Regions from separate parts of the Sus scrofa genome. Here all the other regions are linked to region 1. Evidence: chromatin contacts called from public Hi-C data. All regions are on one chromosome and are shown on one strand. The core of a region is the stretch at or near the end of the contact, and the rest is flanking DNA. Distances in the headings are between cores, read along the strand shown.

The links. A called contact is a pair of places that touch in the nucleus more often than the background predicts.
Region 2: a Hi-C map of liver shows a contact between it and region 1, with 5 times the contacts expected there. The contact joins the promoter of THAP2 here to the promoter of TBC1D15 in region 1. A contact is called at or near these places in 7 of 47 Hi-C or Micro-C datasets (fetal heart ventricle, heart right ventricle, liver and 3 more) and 2 of 2 datasets of contacts at active chromatin or transcription factors (alveolar macrophages and skeletal muscle).
Region 3: a Hi-C map of skeletal muscle shows a contact between it and region 1, with 5 times the contacts expected there. The contact joins the promoter of TMEM19 here to the promoter of TBC1D15 in region 1. A contact is called at or near these places in 1 of 5 promoter capture datasets (liver), 9 of 47 Hi-C or Micro-C datasets (fetal liver, heart right ventricle, liver and 5 more) and 1 of 2 datasets of contacts at active chromatin or transcription factors (alveolar macrophages).

What each region holds. Positions count from the first base shown.
Region 1 is chr5:35,825,544-35,829,655 of Sscrofa11.1, reverse strand. TBC1D15 (TBC1 domain family member 15) reads right to left here and starts at 2,271. Exons shown (of 18, transcript XM_003355517.4): 1 at 2,141-2,271. The coding sequence starts at 2,170.
Region 2 is chr5:35,669,398-35,673,509 of Sscrofa11.1, reverse strand. THAP2 (THAP domain-containing protein 2) reads right to left here and starts at 2,230. Exons shown (of 3, transcript XM_003126383.4): 1 at 1,588-2,230. The coding sequence starts at 1,658. It overlaps ZFC3H1 (zinc finger C3H1 domain-containing protein), which reads left to right and starts at 2,319. Exons shown (of 35, transcript XM_021092001.1): 1 at 2,319-3,182. The coding sequence starts at 2,585.
Region 3 is chr5:35,689,648-35,693,759 of Sscrofa11.1, reverse strand. TMEM19 (transmembrane protein 19) reads right to left here and starts at 1,763. Exons shown (of 6, transcript XM_003126376.6): 1 at 1,073-1,763. The coding sequence starts at 1,268.

The DNA.
Region 1 (4,112 bases), core at 1,022-3,521:
AGTATTATTTTAATAGTGACATAACAAAACCAAGCTTTGTTTTTTTAAGCAAGAGACAATCAGACTTGTGAATAGAAAATAATTCCAGTGGTTGTGTAGAGAGGGGACTGTGGACAAAGAGACTATAGACAAGGAGAAAAATCAGCCAAGGACTCAAGACTAAATGTCTGCCTGCATGATCTAAGCACTGAGAATGAAGAGGATGCAGCAAATTTAAGAAACCTCTTTAAGGGAAAACGGGCAGGACTTGGTATTGATTAGATATTGTTATAGAAATGTACGTCTTCAAGTTTGTTTTACATGAAACCAGGTGAATGATGATGCCATTAAACTAGATCTGAACTTGCTGAGGGAAGAATAAGTTGGTTTCGCTGGTTATCATAGAACTACTTGGAAGAGGAGCAGCTTTGGGTAATAGAAAAATAGTTTAGGTGGAGTGATGGGAATGGGTGTAAATTTGCAATGAGAATAGATGAGGTGATGAAGTAGAGTTAAGAAATAAAAGACTAAGAAGTCAGATCATGAAAGGCAGTGGATGGAAGCAAAGGGTGAAAAAAGTCTTATATTTCACAATTCTACTTCATCATCTCAAGAGACCTATCAAAATCAATTCACACCATGCAGCAGGTTAAGGATCCTGCACTGTCACTGAAGCAGCAACTCGGGTATGATCCCTGGCCCAGGAACTTCCACATGCTGTGGGTGGGACCAAAAAAAAAAAAAAAAAAAAAAATCAATCCACACCTGAAAAAGAGAAGTGTAGTTCAAACAGAAAGGATCCCTCCTTGGAAAGTCCTAGATTGGCTCAGTCCAGACAGAAAATCAAACAGTATAACCTCGAAATATGCAGTGAGCCAAGAAGATCAGCATCCATCCTGAAGAGTAAAACTGACAAGACAACCAAAGATCTCAAAACGATGACCAGCCCATCATTTAAAACACTCAGTATGTAGAAATATGTAATCTTCATGTTAATGCTTTTATTATTTCATATAATCCTAACAACTCCAATACAAGAAATAATGACTGGCATGACATCCATTCTGGAGACAAAGAATATGAAGGACAGAGAAGTCATGCTTGCTCAATTTCCCAAGGTCACACTTAAGAGTAACTGTGATGTGTTATTCTGCCGCCTAGTCTAGCAGTCCAGACACTAAACTACACATGCTGTCAAATAATTCAAAATGGGATGAGGAGAGGGCAAAAATAAAGAAAATGAGTGCAACTCAAGGAACAGAGGAAGCTATTAGTGTTAGATGAGTCATTACCCGATTCAACTGTTTACAAATTACTCCCGCAATGGGAAATGCTGTCAGTGGCATGCCCTGATAGTGCTAACTAGCAGGAATTAAGATGTGCCCTCGGAACATGACAGGCACTGTGCGATAAAATATCCTCCGCACCTAATCCTAATTCCAAACAAACTACCTGGAGGTCAAAGACCACCTCCATAAAACCGCACCACAAATCCTCCCACGGAAGCATCACAGAGATATCTAGGAAAGAAATATCTTAACTAATGCCTTCCAAAGACAAGCGTGGGATGGTGTAAATCTACAGCTCCCTGAACGTGGAAATGTGTGCTGCTGCTCACAACGACCAACCAACTCCGCAATCCGGTAAAATGGATCCAATACAGTCTCCTAAGTGCACAGCTGCAAAGCACCTATTTTCAGCTCTTCCTGAAGGGGACAAAGATGCCTTCACCAGAGTAAGGCAGAGGAAGACAGAGGCAAGTCTGAGTAAAGCCTCAAAGGAAGAGAGAAAAAACGCTGGAGTAGACACATAAGGAACCAATCAGGAAAAAACCGAGACAGTCGAAAAAAACGAAAAAGTAAGAGGACAACCACCCGTCCCTTAGGAAAAGTACTACAAATAAAAGCCCCCTCATCCTTGGGCAGAACAGACATGAACAGCGCCAAGGCCTAGCTGGCCTTGGAGCAGGAGCTGGGTCTCTAATTCCCGGGCTGAGCGAGTACTCTGGAGAAAACATCTGACACCACCTAGCCCTCTTCTACATCCTCCACAGTCTGATCTGATACAGAGAAGCCCTCGCGACCCTCCCCGCCAGCCTCCAAGCAGCAATACGGCCCCATCCGGGAGAAAAACACGACTGTTCCCCGGGGCCGTTACTTACCTTCCCGCTCACAACACCCGCCGCCGCCATGTTTCCTGCGCGTGTCTGTGATGACGTAGCAGCGCCTCACGTGTCTCTCAGACTCACAACAACATCCGGCAAAACTAGGCTGATATCCGGGCGGGAAAGGGGCGGGGAGTGGCGGGAACTGCGGTGAGTGAAGGGGCGGGGTGGGAGGAGAGACCCGAGGCGAGCGTACAGAGTAGGGCTCGGAGGCTTCGGGTGGAGTCTCTGGTGTATACTGCGCATGTGCCAATTTATTTTCCGAGCGGGGAACGTAAGTTGAAGTATTTTTGCTTTGGGGTTTGCTTGGGGGCAAGGCTCTGAGCCGTTGGTATGAAGAAAGTACAGACTATTCGGATTCAGGAAATTTGGTCTTTGTGGACACTTTTCACTTCTGTCTTTTTTTTTTTTTTTTTTTGCCTTTTCTAGGGCTGCTCCCGTGGCATATGGAGGTTCCCAGGCTAGGGGTCGAATTGGACCGGCCTACGCCAGAACCACAGCAATGCGGGATCCGAGCCGCGTCTGCAACCTACACCACAGCTCACAGCAGTGCAGGATCCTTAACCCACTGAGCAAGGCCAGGAATTGAACCGGAAACCTCATGGTTCCTAGTCGGATTCGTTAATCGCTGAGCCACGACGGGAACTCCTGGCTTTTCACTTCTACCTTCAGTCTCTGGCAGCTCATCTGTAAACTTGAGATAGGGCTGTGGTGGAGATTAAAGGGACCCCAGCCAGGTCTCCGACGCACACACGCAGGAATTTTTCGCCTCTGTGTGAAGTTTCTGAAGTTGAGTCTGATAACTGCCACTCACGCACAACCATGGGCAAGGTATTTTGATAGGAACTGCGATAATACCATGCCCTCGTTGTCCCAGAGTCCAACACATATAGCTCATGGCTCCTACACGATTGCTTAATAGCTGTGTGACTTGCAACAAGTTTATAAATTCATCCAAGCTTCAGGAATTAGAGCGAGAATTACCCATGGAGTGGTTGTAAAGATTTCTTGGGACGATGTATATGTGGTAAATTGATTTGTTGAGATAGTAAGATAATTTATTTTTGTTCTCAGGGCAGTAAAAGAATGTCAGGAAATTATTGGATACTACCCATGATGGCTCTGACAGAAGCTCTGGGGCTTCCTTTGCCTCAGGGAGTAATAAAAGGTCCCTTTGTAGCAAAACACCGTGTCCTTTGAGGTACTTCTCTTTTCACAGGGCGGCATGAGTATAGAGGCTTTTGAGGTTCGTTAAGTGGCAACCTAAGGAAATAGCAGAAGAGGAGGTTTGCTGGTTCTGTGAATCTTGGGAACCTGATGGGAGAAGGAGGTGGCAAGATCTTTGATGGAAATGGATGTGTAGTCCTATTAGGGAGGCTGCATCAGAGATTCTAACGACAGCCAAGCCCCCATGCCCAAGCTTGGTATTCAACTGGTAAAGCAGCTCACCTGCAAAGGATAAATGAGCTGGGGAAATTAGTATATTAGCAGTAACTAACATTGAGTGAAGACTTGAGGGCCTTCCCTGCATACACAGGACTAGGTAAGATCCCCTAGAACCTTCACGCAATTCTAGGCGTGGTGTGTAGAGCCCTAATAATGACCCAGATTAAATTTCCCACCAGCTCAGAGTAATAGGGTGTGGTTAGAGAAAAAATTGCCACAAGCTGCGGCATAGGTCGCAGATGTAGCTGGGATCCTGCGCTGCTGTGTCTGTGTCTGTGGTGTCTGTGGTATAGGCCTGCAGCTGCAGCTCCCATTTGACCCCTAGTCTGGGAACTTCCATACGCCACAGGTGTGGCTCTGAAAAGAAAAAAAAAAAAAAAAAAAAAGTCATAAGGTGGAAAAGAATCATAAGAAGTCCTTTAAAGAAACTTTGGATCTAGGTGGGGCTTCGGTGACAGAAAAATTCTTTTAGGGATATGCTACAGTCATAAGCTGCTTTATGGCTGAATAGAGACCTCATTAG
Region 2 (4,112 bases), core at 981-3,480, 160 kb after region 1:
TGGCAGTTTTTCCTCAAGCATTTCTTAAATCTGTCTACTTCTTTCCAACCCTACTGTCAGTATCATCCTAGTCTAGGTGCCTGGGTGAACCCTTCCTTGTTTTACTATAGGTTCTTAACTTTTTTCTCTATCAACTCTCACCTCTTCTAATGCTGATTGTGTCAGCAACAGAAGTACATTGTTTAGTTCAGTTGATGGTGTAGCAAAATTTCCCTGTGCAACAGTATGTACATAAACATCCTGTAACAAGATCCTTTCTCATCAAACTCATCCCTTGATGATGTGTGACCAGCACTTTTAAGTAACACTATAATTCTCTACACTGAAGCCTGAGGTCATTTTAATATACAAATCTAATCATGCCATTCTTTTTAAAGCTTCCATGGCTTCTCAAGTGTAGCATACAGGACCAAATTTATGTCATCTTTTGGTCTCATTTGAGCTTTCACATCCTTTGAGAAGTGTTCTTTGACTTTTCAAGGCAAAGCTAGGTCTCCCTAAAGGTTTCTTCTGTGGCACTTAACCATAATTATTTGTGTCAGTCTTTCTCATTCCAACTCCGGGAAGATAATTTCCTGGATCCCTAGTAGGAGAGGCAAATAAGAGCTTGGTACACATTCGATGGGTGAATGAACAAAGGACTACATGTGCATGAAGTAGATGACAAAAAGAAACACCACAAGAGTTTTTGTTTGTTTGTTTTTTAGTACTAACTTTTAATAAGAAGGTACATTTAGTCATAATGAGATAAGGAGAAAGGTCAGGGTTATTTTCCACATTCTACGACCTTATTAAGCTGTGAGGTATATAAAATCAGAACTGTTTGCACTCAACTTTTTGAATCCTTCCTTTCTTCAGGCATATGGCAGGCATTTGTAGAGAAGGTAAAACATTTACCTAAGTACTTATGTCATATAGTGTTCAAAGCCCTTTCAAGAGGTCTGATTTAACAGAACTAAAGAATTTTGCTTGCTCTTCCAGCAAACGTAGGAAAAACACAATCCGGGTTCCTTTTATTATACTACTCTGCATACTAAAAGAAAAGAAAGCTTTCATTTCCCACTTTCATTAACATCGCTTAATTCCACGGCTATTAATGATGACTCAATTCCTCCACAAAATTACTGCCTGTGACTAAAAGATTAAAAATCCAAATGCTTCCCATGTCAGTTCAGCCAGTAAGAATTAACTTCTAATGAGAACACAGCAGGCTTTTTAGGTGATTGCTGGCTTGAACAGGAAGATCTCACTTCCTCTTACGGTGTCATTAATGTCAAGACCTGATCTAATACACAGGAGTAAAAGAGTAGAAAATTAAGGTATCTTCCTTGTCACTTTCTAAAGGAGCAATCACCGTACAGAACTTGGCTCTCTTTCTCAAAGTGAGCAAACCTTCCCCGAAGGGAGAGAAAAATTGGACAGATTTGAGAAACACACACAAAGGGTAAAAATGTTGCGCCTCTGCTACTAGTTAGCTACGGAAGTTATCAGAATTAGTAGAATCCTCCCTGGTCTTCCCCCCCGCCCCAAGCGATACCCAGTCAAGGAACTCCCGTTTTCGTCACCCGCACTCCCTGCCCAGGTTACCTGTGGAAGCTGATGTTAATGTGCTTGTTGTAGGTAGTAGCACAGCCCGCCGCGGCGCAATTGGTCGGCATTTCCCTTTCCCCCTCATTCGGCGCTGTCTTAAGCCTGATTTGAGGTGCGGGTTGCTACGCTCCCTTCGGGCAGAGACTGGGGAAGCGTGGCAGGGGAAGGGCCAAAGAACTGAGTCGTGGGACCTGCGTGCGAGGAAGGGGTTGTGTATGCGTGTTGTGTGTGTGTGTGTGTGTGTGTGTGTGTGTGTGTGTGTAGCTGGGGGGGGGTAGTCAACCTTCCCTTTCTCTTTATTAATATGGCGGACTTGGGGCAGCAGAGCCTACAGTCCTGGAGCTCCAGTCCCCTTCGTTTGCCTTCACCAACATGGCGAACGCAACCCGCCCTACCGCTGGCTCCCAAAAGAGAGGGACTACTGGTCTCTTTGGTAGTTGTTCTTTGAGCAATCGAAGAGGTATGCCCCCCACCAGCCCCCTATCACTATGAAATATGAATCTCGCAGCCGAGATTAAGAAGAGACCCGCCTACCCTGCCACGCACCCAGAAACCCGAGTTTAGGGTCTGGAGTAGCTAACAGGCACAGATTTTGGAAGGACAAACGGAAAGCAATACTCAAAAAAAACTACAACGCCCACTGAGAATCGCGTCGTCCTAATTTTTATCGCGTGAATTGGGAGCCTTGTTTCCTGCGTGCTTCGGGAAGTGACGTCACGAGTAGAGCCACTTCCAGAGACCCTTTCTCGCGAGGCGGAAGAGCCCCGATCGCGGAGAGCAAGGGGGCGCTAGGGAAGGGAACTGAATTGCGACGGTCCGGCGAGAAAGAGCTGGGGTGCGGGGAAGTTGGGGAGCAGAGCCCACTAGGTGTCCGAGTACTGTAAAACCGCACCGACCGGGTCCGTTAGGAAAAAAGGAAACAGAGGAGGAAGACAATTGTAGGGTGGATCCCCGGACAGAGGGCTAAGGTTGTGTGGAAGGCACTGCTCCCGGGATGGCGACCGCAGATACTCCGGCCCCGGCCTCCAGTGGCCTCTCGCCCAAGGAAGAAGGGGAGCTCGAAGATGGAGAGATCAGCGATGACGATAATAACAGCCAGATACGGAGCCGGAGCAGCAGCAGCAGCAGTGGCGGAGGGCTGTTACCGTATCCGCGGCGAAGGCCTCCTCACCCGGCCCGGGGTGGTGGATCCGGCGGAGGCGGTGGCTCCTCCTCGTCGTCGTCCTCTTCTCAGCAGCAGCTGAGGAATTTCTCACGCTCACGGCACGCGTCGGAGCGGGGCCACCTCAGGGGACACAGCAGCTACCGACCCAAAGAGCCGTTCAGGTCTCACCCGCCTTCCGTGCGGATGCCTTCGAGCTCACTGTCCGAAAGCAGCCCCCGGCCGTCCTTTTGGGAACGGAGCCACATTGCCTTGGACCGTTTCCGTTTTCGAGGCAGGCCTTACCGGGGTGGGAGTCGCTGGAGTCGGGGGCGAGGAGGGGGTGAGCGAGGAGGCAAGCCGGGGGGCAGACCTCCCCTAGGAGGAGGAGCAGGATCTGGATTCAGCAGCAGTCAGAGCTGGCGAGAGCCCTCTCCACCTCGGAAGAGTTGTATCCTTAACGTGGCGGTCTGCCCTGGGTGTGTCACTACTAAAGTTCCTTTTAGCGTCATTGCTAGGTCTTTGAGATGAGTAACTTTTCTGAACCATCAGAACCGCTTGTCACTGTAAGTATACTTAACGTAGTTGGTTCTTTGGTAATCTCCATGTGTCAAACCGTAGCGTTATTTTAAAAAATTACTTTATTGAGTTTATTGCTTTTTAATAAATATTTACGTGTTATGGATGGGGGCCAAACTAATGGAACCTAAGGAAGTGTAAAATCAGATCTGTAATATTACATCAGAAGCCCAAGTTTCATTAACCCTCTTTTTAATACTACCCTTGCTTTTAGGTGATGTTGACTTAGATTTTTAGAGGAAGAAAAAAAATATTAGCCATAAAAAGTTTGGGGAATACCATTGCTTATATCATATTGCACTGCGACATTGGAAATTGTGAAGTTTCATTCTGCATAATCCTACTGCTTTTATTTGAGTCTGTTTTAACCTTTCTATCTTGATTTATTCTTACACATTGCTGCCTTCTAAAGTTGGAAAAAAAAAACCCCGGTATATTCACCAGCTCTATTAATTCAGAGGCTTTAAATTTATATGTCTTTTTTGGAAAACTTTAAGTCTTATTTCTTATGTTCACATTTTTGACATTTTATAACTCTTAGAGTTGGGCTACAGAGAGAATGAAACTTAACAGCATTTTTATCTCAATATATTGGAAACCATGGGATTTATGGGAAGGTGGAGATTATGGAGAGATTGAGAAGGAAAATTGCAAAATATCTGTTTTTTGTCCCTTCTGATCTTTAAACATTCCTGAGTTTACTCATCTGAAGATTTGCCATTTTAAGATGTGTTTATATGTCTGTGTCTTGACTTATTCCATGATAACCACATAAAAAGTTTACTAAGAACTTTATTACTGA
Region 3 (4,112 bases), core at 514-3,013, 140 kb after region 1:
AATACTAGCATCAAGAAGAATCTTTTCCCATAACTCTCATTTCCTACCGGGAATCATTATTAATGAACAGCCTGAAAGCTCCTGTACCTTGGAGAACACGCACTCTATTATCCACATGTCTCTTTGCAAAAGGACTAAGGTCTAAAACAGCAATCACTTATGATACAACCACTTATAAAAGTTCACTTTCTTGATTTTTCACTTTTCCTTTGAACTGAACAGTATTCTGTGGGTTTTGTTTTTGTTTTTTTTGGTTATTGTTCGTGTTTTGGCCTCAGTCCTGGCATGTGGAAGTTCCTGGGCCAGGGATGGAACCCACGCCACAGGAGCGACCCAAGCTGCTTCAGTGACAACGCTGGAACTTTAACCTATGCTGTGCAACTAGGGAACTCCTATTTTTTGTAAAGGGGTACCAAGGAAGTTTGTACAAAGGCTTGGATCCGGCATTGCTGTGGCTGTGGTATAGGCTGGCAGCTGTAGTTCCAATCTGACCTCTAACTTCAAACTGGGCACTTTCATATGCCGTGGGTTGGCCCTAAAAAGACAAAAAATAAAAACCCTAAAGATTTGAGTCTAGAGTATTTATGCAAATTGGTTTCAGGCTTTAAAACAGGTCTGTTCTTCTGAAGGGACCAAAGTGCAGACAAAAAAAATCCAAATCTCCAAGTGTAAATATTGTGTCATCTTTTATTTTTACTTTTTATTTTGTACAAGACACATGGAACTGGTAAACCACCTCACTAATATTCTTAGTAAAGGCATCACTGCAAGTGCTTTACAAAATTAAATTTCACCTCACTTACTCTCCACCAAACTAGATGCAATAATTACATAAAACATAAAAACATATTTTTCAAACTGCTGTAACTAGTATTATGACAAACGGCAATGCTCAAAGGCTTTAAAAGGTTCAAGGCACTGTATATTTCCAGGTTAGTTAAGGTAATTCAGGCCCCGGAAGTTAACTAAACACAACAGTTTACAACTATTCAGAAGACAAGAGTTTTGTCTTTCACAACGGTACCTTTTAAATCCCACAAATTAAAAAGACAATCAAAACATTCATACTCACCATAATAGGTGCTTGCAGTCATAGACATAATCCAGAAAGCTAAAGAAATGCAAATGATCAGGCTCAGTATAACTATATTAGTTATCATCTTTATATATTTTTTGCATGAATTGTTATCAAGATCTGTCATGAAAAATGAGGATAGGAACACCTGGGGGAGAAAATGTTTCGCGTTTCTGAGGAAAAAAAAAGTCATTTAAGTGGCCAGCAAAACATTCGTGTAGAAGCCGACATCTTCCACCGACAGCAAAGTAATATAAACCCAAATATTTCCAAAAATTGGTCTGGCTGAGCGCTGCCAGAGGAGTCTGGGTGAGGTTAAAACCTCGCTGCAAGAGCGTAGCGTAACTCCTCAGGGCGCCGGCTCGCGGACAGCAGTCACTTCACACCTGAACTCTCGGGAAGGGGAAGCGGAGGCAGCCAATCAGCGGCCGGGGGTGGCTAGCTCCGCCCCCGCCGCCTGCCACGCGCTGACGCCCGGGGTCGGTGGCGCAAAGGGGCGGAGTCAGAGCTTAAATGTGGGGTGTCCCGCTGGCAAGTCCAGCGCAAGGGAGCGCGGTCACGTCCGGATGGACGCCTGCACCGCCGGGTCCAGCGGGCCAGGGCCAAGGACCCTAGCGCTCAGCCCGCGACTTGCTGTGCGCCCGTCTCCCCTGGCTCGCCTCTTAGGCGCATGCGCCGTGGCCACCTGTGGGCGGTACCTCGATCACGCGAGCATTTAAAGGGCGGCTCCAAGGGCAGCTGGAGCGGGAGGACGGAGCAAGGAGGTTCCGTGTTCAGTCCGGTGTGTGTTTGTAATGCGTTGTAATGTAGTGCGTTGTAAAGCTTCCTAGAATCTAGACACTTGGAACACCTGAAAGGCCCTCCGTTTCCAGAATAACCCCAAAAGTGAAACCACCACCTCGGTAGTAATAGTATAGATGATCATTCATGCAAGTGAATTTAGACCAAGTCCATGTTGAGAATACAATTCGAATGTTTTTCCATCTATGAACAGCTCATTCCGTACAATATCATGTACTTTTCAGGGGGAGAGTATTGGGCTGTAGAAAGGGAATTTTATGACTGAGGAAATCATTTTAAAACAACACAGTTTAGCGCTTATAAACTGCTGGCTGCTGGAGGTGTAAAGATAGCTTTGCATAGTTCCTGCTATTGAACTCTCAAATAATTATTATTTGTTCTCACATCTTTCATAAATTCTGTGCAGGAGTTCCCCATTGTGGCTCAGAGGTAACAAACCTGACTAGTATTCCTGAGGAGGAGGGTTTGATCAATGGCCTTGCCCAGTGGGTTAAGGATCCGGAGTTACCTGTTGTCCTGAGCTACTGTGTAGGTTGCAGACATGGCTTGGATCACGTGTTGCTGTAGCTGTGTTGTAAGCGGGCAGCTGCAGCTCCAATTCGACTGCTGGCCTGGGACCTTCCATGTGCTGTGGGTTCGGCCTTAAAAAAAATAAAAACTAAAGTCTGTGCATTCAGTCAATTTATTTACAAAGCAGACCACTCCTTACTATTAAAAGTCTGCCTCGGTGTTCCTGTGGTTGCTCAGCAGAAACGAATCCAACTGAGGAACCATGAGGTTTCGGGTTCAATCCCTGGCCTCACTCAGTGGGTTGAGGATCCTGTGTTGTCATGAGCTGTGGTGTCCGTTGCAGACGCCGCTGGGATTTGGCGGTTGCGGTTGCTGTAGCTGTGGAGTAGGACTGCGACAAGAGCTTCTATTAGACCCCTAGCCTGGGAACCTACATATGCTGCGGGTACTACCCTGTAGAGACAAAAAAAAAGTTAAAAAAAATAAATAAAAGTCTGACTCTAGCGATTGATTTCACGTTTTATTTGAAATTAACTTTTGTTTGCTGGGTTAACAGTGACATTGATAATATTATATTCTGAAATTTTTTAGTTAATTCCTTACAGTGTAGGAAGACACCTCAGTTTCAGACATTTTACCCAAATTTATTTTAGCCCGCTAAAAATAATTACATTTTGAAAACTCACACTATAATACATGCCAAGACTACTTAAAGCCCTTTGCTTTGGTTAGCTTATGAACTGAGAACCAAATTTGCAAAGTAGGACTAAATAGTAGTGGCTTTCTCTTACTAGACTACATGCATATATGGTCTTTATGCAGAAATTTTTTTTCCACTTCATTTTTGTCTGGGTCTGTTTATAGGTAAATAACTGGATTACCTCAGAAAATTGAATGGCCACTATCAGTGATACCACACAATTGGGTAGAGTTATTAGTAATAAAACCTAATATTTTTGTGGTTTGCTAGTAACCTTGTTTTTGTCTCTGCTTAGAGAAAATTATGAACTAGGTTGCTTTCCCCCAACCCTCTGTTCAGTAGTCAGTCATAGGGTGATCTTGTCTGATTTTTGGTGTTCTGTGAGATTGTCTTCAACAGAAAACCATGACCTCACTGTATCAGGCCATCTTCTAACAACACTGAAGTCTAGCTGTGTCAGGCTAGTTTCTGAATATCAGGGATGATTTTCTCTCTCATAAATAACTAGCTAAAATTGCTTATTAAATAATAACGATGTTGGTAACTAACACTTCAAATAAATATTTCTTTTCCATTTTTTCCCTGTGTCCATTTTTCCCTGTGTCCCTGTTGCCATTGTTCTTCATAAAACAAGTTATTCTACCTTAAGGCTGAAATAATTAGGAGGACTTAATATAGTTAAAAATATTCTTTAGAAAGAAACACGATTTTATGATCTGATAATTTTAAACTTTTTGATAATCTGAAAACCTGTCAACAAAGTCTTTATCTTTTAGCTTTAAATCCACTTTCTAGGAGTTCCTGTCGTGGCTCAGTGGTTAACAAATCTGACTAGGAACCGTGAGGTTGAAGGTTCAATCCCTGGCCTTGCTCAGTGGGTTAAGGATCCAGTGTTGCCATGAGCCGTGGTGTTGGTTGCAGACGTGCCTCGGATCCCCGCATTGCTGTGGCTCTTGCGTAGGCCAGTGGCTACATCTCCGATTAGACCCGAAGCCTGGATACCTCCAGATGCTGAGGATGCAGCCC